Linked DNA regions of Oryctolagus cuniculus: region 1 is linked to region 2. Evidence: chromatin contacts called from public Micro-C data. All regions are on one chromosome and are shown on one strand. The core of a region is the stretch at or near the end of the contact, and the rest is flanking DNA. Distances in the headings are between cores, read along the strand shown.

What was found. Hi-C and Micro-C count contacts between places; a contact is called where the count stands out from the background.
Region 1: a Micro-C map of ear pinna shows a contact between it and region 2, with 2.9 times the contacts expected there. The contact joins the promoter of ACTR2 here to the promoter of SPRED2 in region 2. A contact is called at or near these places in 2 of 6 Hi-C or Micro-C datasets (ear pinna and skin fibroblasts).

The regions. Positions count from the first base shown.
Region 1 is chr2:137,511,982-137,515,332 of mOryCun1.1, forward strand. ACTR2 (actin related protein 2) reads right to left here and starts at 1,328. Exons shown (of 9, transcript XM_008254327.3): 1 at 1,125-1,328. The coding sequence starts at 1,172.
Region 2 is chr2:137,295,545-137,298,884 of mOryCun1.1, forward strand. It overlaps SPRED2 (sprouty related EVH1 domain containing 2), which reads left to right and starts at 2,077. Exons shown (of 6, transcript XM_017340722.3): 1 at 2,077-2,745. The coding sequence starts at 2,720.

The sequences.
Region 1 (3,351 bases), core at 78-2,577, 220 kb after region 2:
GTATAATTACTGCTTGTAAAAAATCTAATAAATTCAGTGCAGGGCAGTGGCAGTTACCTCAATGCATACCAGCTTTTTTTTTTTCCCCCGTTTCCAAAGTATTTTAAAGTTCAAGTAAAATCTATTTTAAGTCATATGTCGCATTTACGCAAGGGAGGAGAGAAAAGTCACAAAATGTTGCAACACAAAAATAGTTTCGGCAATCACCACAGAACTCATAAAAATAAGTAAGCATCTCATTTGCCGACTTTGCTACCCAAAATGCATCTTTTAAACGTTTTTAAAGCAACTTTCAAATGGTTTCTAAATCAGTGCTTTACGTTTTTACGGTATTTGAAAACTACCATCATCTGTATTCTGAACCTAATGGAGGAAAATGGGGGCGGGGACTGAACTTCCCCCAGGTCAATGGGATTAACACTTGGGCTCGCCGGTCCCAGATCCCCCAAAGTCATCCAACAGAACACGCTGGTCTCTGCAGGGCTGCACCTGAGCCAAACTACCAGCATGGAGAACACAGGGCAAACGCTGTGCTGTTGGTCTAGCCGCCTCCTCGCTCCGAGAAGAAAGAGGGATAACACCAAAGCAAACCAACAAACCAAAGCAAATCAACAAAATGCAGCAACACTGAGAAAGGGCCGTAGCCCCCTGAATGACAGCACTTCCCTTTTCTTCAGTGAGCCCACTTCCTGCCTCGCGTTCCGCATCTTCAACTAGACAGGAAGAGGAAGGCCTCTAGGTGTTTCTCCATTCTACACACCCGCGACCCTGGGGCTGCAGCCCCTCTCCCAAAACACGAACCCAGCCTCTAACCCCTTCCGCACTCGAGCCAAATTGCAAACCCCACCCCTCTCTGTGCACGAAGCCGGCCCCCGCGGGCGGCAGGTGGGACCGGCGTCCCGCCCCGGGCTCGCCCACCGCCCAGACCCGCAGGGCTACCGGGAGGGAAGGTTCTGGAGAAACCAGCGCCCCACCCGCTCGCTCCCGACACCCGCACGAGCGGGGAGTGCCGCCCCGTTCCCCTTAGCCGCGAGGGCCCAGAGGTGCCGCGCCGAGGGCCTCGCGACGCCTGAACATCCCCGCCCAGGCCTGTGGCCGCCGCGGCCTCCCGTCCAGGCGCTTACCCCGGTGCCGTTGTCGCACACCACCACCTTCCTGCCCTGACTGTCCATCGTCCGTCCGGAGGAGAGCCGCCGTCGCACAACCTACAGCCGCCGCCGCCCTGCTCTTGCCTCTTCCTCCTCCTTCACTGCCCCTCCTTCGCCCCAACTTTCTTCCCCCAACCGGAAGTCTTCGCCGGTCCCGCCCGTCATTTAGCTGACCGCCTGCGCGGAAGGGGTGGGACGGAACGTAGAAGGCCGCGAATGGCAGCTGTGTGCACCAATCATAAACAGAGAAGCGCCGGGGCCCCGCCCGAGGGCCTGGCTAGGGCTCCGCTGTCACGGATGCGGAGCAGGCAGGTCTTTCTCAAGCTGCGTCTGGTGTTCGGTGTTTCGTGGGGATTTAATGGCGGCGGAAGTCGCGGAAGCTGCGGCTTTCTCCCTAAGGTGTGGCATGGATCAAGGGCGCTGTTTAACGGACTCTGGAGGACGCAGAAAGGTGGAAGACACCGCGTGGAAGACATCTCCACGAGGAGGCCGTGGAGGGTGACGGAGGGGCCATCCGGGGCGGCTGGAAGCAAACCCGGAGGTCCTTGTGAACCCCCTTGAATATGGCTTAATTAGTGCGTCGTTGCCGCTGGACCCATTCAGTGCCCCGAGCTGGGATGGATATACCCACACTTCTTGGAGCTCATGCATTTGCTACCTCCACAGCCTTCCCGAGTCGTCTACAGTCGACTAGGTGCCTGCATTCGCAGCCTTGTCGCCCACCACTTCCTCCTCCAGTAGCCGCAGGTTGCTTCACCCCTCTTCACTACGCGTGCCTGATCGAACCCAGAACCTGGGCTCTGAAATCAGACAACCCCAGTTTCAGATCTGGCCCGACCATTCACGAGTCTTGTTGGACAAAACCTGGTCTGTGCATGGTAGTAATACGTCTGTGGGTTGTTGTGAGGATAGAATTCTGTGCCTAGAGGACACGTTCATTCAGGGGTAGCCATTTATTATTAATCCTGTACTTTTGAACCTGTGGGTCTCCCCACCTATAATGTCCCTACTTTCTCTCTTTTTAACCAGTTGTCAAACTAATACTCATATGCTAAGCTTGTCCCATCTCTGACTCCTTTGCTGGTACCCCAAGATGTTCTTTACCCCTGCCTTTGCTATTGCTTTCCCATGGAGTTGTGAATAACATCATTGTGTTTATTACACACAACAAATATTTATTGAATGAATGACGTTAAAACTCATAGAAAGCATTGCATCATTTTTGAGAGATGAGAACTAAAATTGTGACTTCCACATGTCTACACATCCAACAACTAGAATTGGATCACACGTCTCCCCCCAATTATTTTAGTAATAGTAGTAGCAGCTGCCTATCAGTTTCACCTTGTTCTTTTATTAGACCAGTGGTTTTCAACACTTCTAAAGGCATTGAGTGTTTTGTTCATATTTAATTTTATTTGGAACCCCAACACATAAAATTGATTAAAAATAAATAAGTAAAGCTGCCATAGTTGCAGTAGTTAGGTTGGGATGGCTATAGGGCCTTCAGGGAATATCTTTTCTCTTCACCTGCCTTGCAGTCCTTGAGGTACCTCAGCCTACTCCATAGTGCGTTTTTTAAAAAAATTCATGTATTTATTCAAAAGGCAGAGTGGCAGAGAAGGAGAAAGATCTTCCCTTCCTCTGGGCTCACTCTGCTAATGTCTACAACAACCAGGTCTGGACTAAGCTGAATCCAGGAGACAGGAACTCCATCCAGGTCTCCCACATGGATGGCAGGGGCTCAAGTACTTTTTGGACCATCTGCTGCTGCTTTCCCAGGCACATTAGCAGGGAGCTGGATGATACAGGATGTCAGCATCATAGGTAGCAGCATAACACTGGCTCCCCACAGTGCATTGATGCATAAATTCCTTTAGTGAAAGTCTGTATCTTTCTTTTGTGGTCCCAGGGCCTAGCACAGTGCTGTTTTCCTGTAAGTATATTTAGTTTAAGTTTTTTTTTTTTTTTTTAAGACTCATTTATTTATTCGAAAGAGTTATAGAGAGGGAGAGACAGAGAAATCTTCCATCCACTGGTTCACTCACAGATGGCTGTAACAGCCAGAGTTGGGGCAGGCCAGAGCCAAGAGTTTCATACAGGTCTGCCTGGATGGGTGGCAGGGGCCCAAGCACTTGGACCATCTTCTGTTGATCTTCCCAGGCCATAGCAGGGATTCTGATCAGAAGTGGAGCAGCCGGGA
Region 2 (3,340 bases), core at 827-3,326:
GTGGTGACACAGCTCAGCTACCTGCAGAAATTAGTAACCACCTTGCATTTTGGACACTCTGAAACTGGAGGATGAGGCCAAAGAAATGCCGTTGGGCAGCTAATTTGGAAGTTCAGGAATGACTGAATGGGATGTTTTTCAGCATCCCCAGGAAGAAGAGAAACAGTGGCCACAGGTGAGCACTGGGCAGATGCCTTAGCCAGAGACTTAGAGAACAATGAAAACTTGGCTTTGTTTAGTGCCTTCTCTCAGACTCTTACTAGCCTCAAAAATGGAGACAGACAAGTTTGGCCTTCTTGGCCCTGTTTTATAAAGAAACTGAATAATTGCTAAAAGCCTCATGCAGGGTCTCAGAGAAAATCCAGAACCCAGGTGACCCACCCCATCTAGGGCACTTCTTGTACCACACATACCAGCACTAGCATGGAAGGTGGTGAAGCCCAGTCCATGTGCACCAAGAGCAGAGCTGTGAGGAGCATGCAGCCCGGGATAACCCCGGGGTTTCCTCCCTGTCTAAAGGTGAGACTTACCACCTTCAGGGCACTGGTGACTCTCCACATCCAGATACCTTTTCAAAACACTTGTATTCTTTATCTGATTATGCTATGGACAGCATGATGAGACATCTTGGGATGGGGTCCAAGTTTAGTCATGAAATTCATTTACGTTTCATGTACACCTTATATACATGGTCTGAAGGTAATTTTCTAGAATATTTTAATATTGTGCATGAAACAAAGTTTCAAAGTGAACAATTTTCCACTTGTGGTATCATGTCATTGCTCAAAAAATTTCAGATTTTCATAGTAGGGGTATTTCATCTACACCATATTTGACATAAATATTTAAAATTCTTGTAATTTGTTCAGTGGTTTCTATTTACTCAGAATTTGTGGGTTTTCTCATGGCATATTCTGGAGGATGGAAAAAGTCTACCGTGCTTGGAGAACAGAAAGGGTCAGAGACCATGTCCTTGGCTCTCTAGCAGGACTGCAGAAGCAAATACCCAATGGCTGTTTAATTCGTGGGACCCAGTGCAAAGTGCAAGTGCAGAGACCCTTGCTCAAAAATTATAAATAATTTCAAGACTGCAACAGGAGAGGCTGGAACCAAGCACAGCTTATGTCACATAGTAGTTGGCATGCACAGGAAGCCAGTCCTGCCCATTGCCCAGACCGGGCCTTTTTGGAGAGCCTGGGCCCACCCAGAAAATCTGCAGCAGGTCCCAGCCAAGAGACCTTGAAGATAATTTGAAAGGGGAGGAGGAGCGAGTGGAAGCAGGAGAGTGGCTGGGAGCGCCCCCTCTACCGATGCCAAAGCCCACAGGGCCGGCAACCTCTGGCTCAGAAACTACACGGCCTCCAAGGGGCCTAGAGCCATCCTCTATCAACAAGAGAGATTGGCTGGATCATTTAAAAACTATTTTGGGGTTGCCTTTTAACGCGAGAAACACCGCCGTTTCTATGAAATTCAAGCGTTTCTGGGCTGTATTGGATTCATTTTTATTTTTCTGTGCACAAATAATAATAATCACTTTAAAACGCCCGTTCCTCTATCACGACAAAAAAAAAAAAAAAAAGACCACGAGATTCACGTGAAACTGAAAAGCCTCTGCCATTCAGAACCTTGGCAGAGCCGAACGCCGTCCCTCCCCCTCGGTTTCTGGTTGGCTGGGTGCAGAGGCCAGGCGCTGCCACCTGCGCCGCCCAGACCCTCGCATGCGGGGAGGGGGCAGTGGTTCCCCTCCAAGCCCCAGCGCTCCAGCGTCCCAGCGCCTCCCCCACCCCTCGCCTTCGGCGTGGAATCCTGGGGTTTGGGAGGAGGGAGGGCGCAAAACGGGAGCCAGATGTGAGTGAGGCCTCCCGCGCCCGCCTCCTCCCTCCTCTTGGGCTCCCTAAAACCCGGAGTCCCTGCCCAGAGAGGATTCGGAGCCAGACCGACGCTGAGCAAACTCCGCTCCGCCGCTCCTCCGGGAGTGGAGGCCAGGAGGGAGGAGGAAAGGAAGCCGAGCATGCTCAGTAGGCGGGACAAAGTTTTTTTTTTTTCTCCTCCTCCTTTTTTTTTTTTTTTTTTTTTTTTTCGGTCGCAAGTAGGAAGCTTTTTGCACTCCACCACCTCTGGCCGCTGGGAAGACGTCATCGCTTCCGCCCTACTTCCTCCTCCTGTTGGCGGCTGTGAGAATCCAATATGGAGTAAATCGGTGGAGTCGAGAGATGGGGCTCGGACGGGGCGCCCTGCACCGCCTCCCAGGCGCACCTCCCCCGGCCGCCGACCGCTCCCCGGAACCGTGATTGGCCCGGCCCCCCGGGGGCGACCCCGGGCCCAGCCCCCGCCGGCGGCCGGCCCGCTCCTCCTCCTCCTCTCAGCAGTCCCCGCCGCTCCGAGGCGCGCTTGTTTTTCTCCTGCTCTCCCCCTCCGCCGTCCCCTGCCCCAGTCTCGCCCCTCCGCGCCTCGCGCGCCCCGGAGCCCCCGCCCGCCTCGCCCGCGGCGCCGCCTCCCCCAGCGGCTCGCCTCGGCGCCCCTTCCCCGCACCTTCCCCCGCACCCCGGCCGCCCTGCTTCCCCTTCTGCCTGCGGCGCCCCCTTCATCTTTAGCCGCTCCCCCCACCCCCACCCCAATCAGGCGATCTCTGGAGATGTGAAGAAGGGGGGTGAGCGGACAGGAAGATGAAGGGAGCAAAGCTGCCCGCTGCGGGACAGGCGTCTAGGTGAACAGGAAAATGACCGAAGAAACACACCCGGACGAGTAAGTTTGGCCGCGGGGTGGGACGCGGGAGCCCCGAGGGGGCGGCGTGGGGGCCGGGGCTGAGGACGCGGGCGGGGACGCTGCTGGGTGAACTTGGCGTGGGGTGCAGCGGCTCGCCGACCTGTCGGGGTCCGGGCGCGAGGTTTTCCTTGCTGAGGGGAGGAGGGGGCCGAAATTGCCGCGTGCTGGCGGGGGGCACGCCTGGGGTCGGCGGGCTAGCGGCCGCCGTGGGGGCCAAGGGCGCACGGGTGACCTCGGGGCGGTCCCGGCTCCCTCTCGCCACCCATCCCACCCTGCAAGCCTTGCGGCGGGAGCTGAAGGCTGACACCCCCGATCGGGCTTCCCGGGGTCGGTGGGCTTTTGCGTTGGTGACTTTGTGACTCCCGCCCGGCGGTCCCCTCCGGAGCCCAGTGGGGCCCAGGCTCCGCCATTTCGTTTTCTTGAATCGCTCTCATTTGCATACCACATTTTCATTCATAAAAACACGGCGGAGCGAGGCGAGGCCGGGTGCGGGCCGCGCGGGGGTCTGGCGCGCCGGGGTCCCGCGCTAGCCGGAGCCGCCCGAGGCCCCCGCGCGTGTGAGTGTGTGAATGCG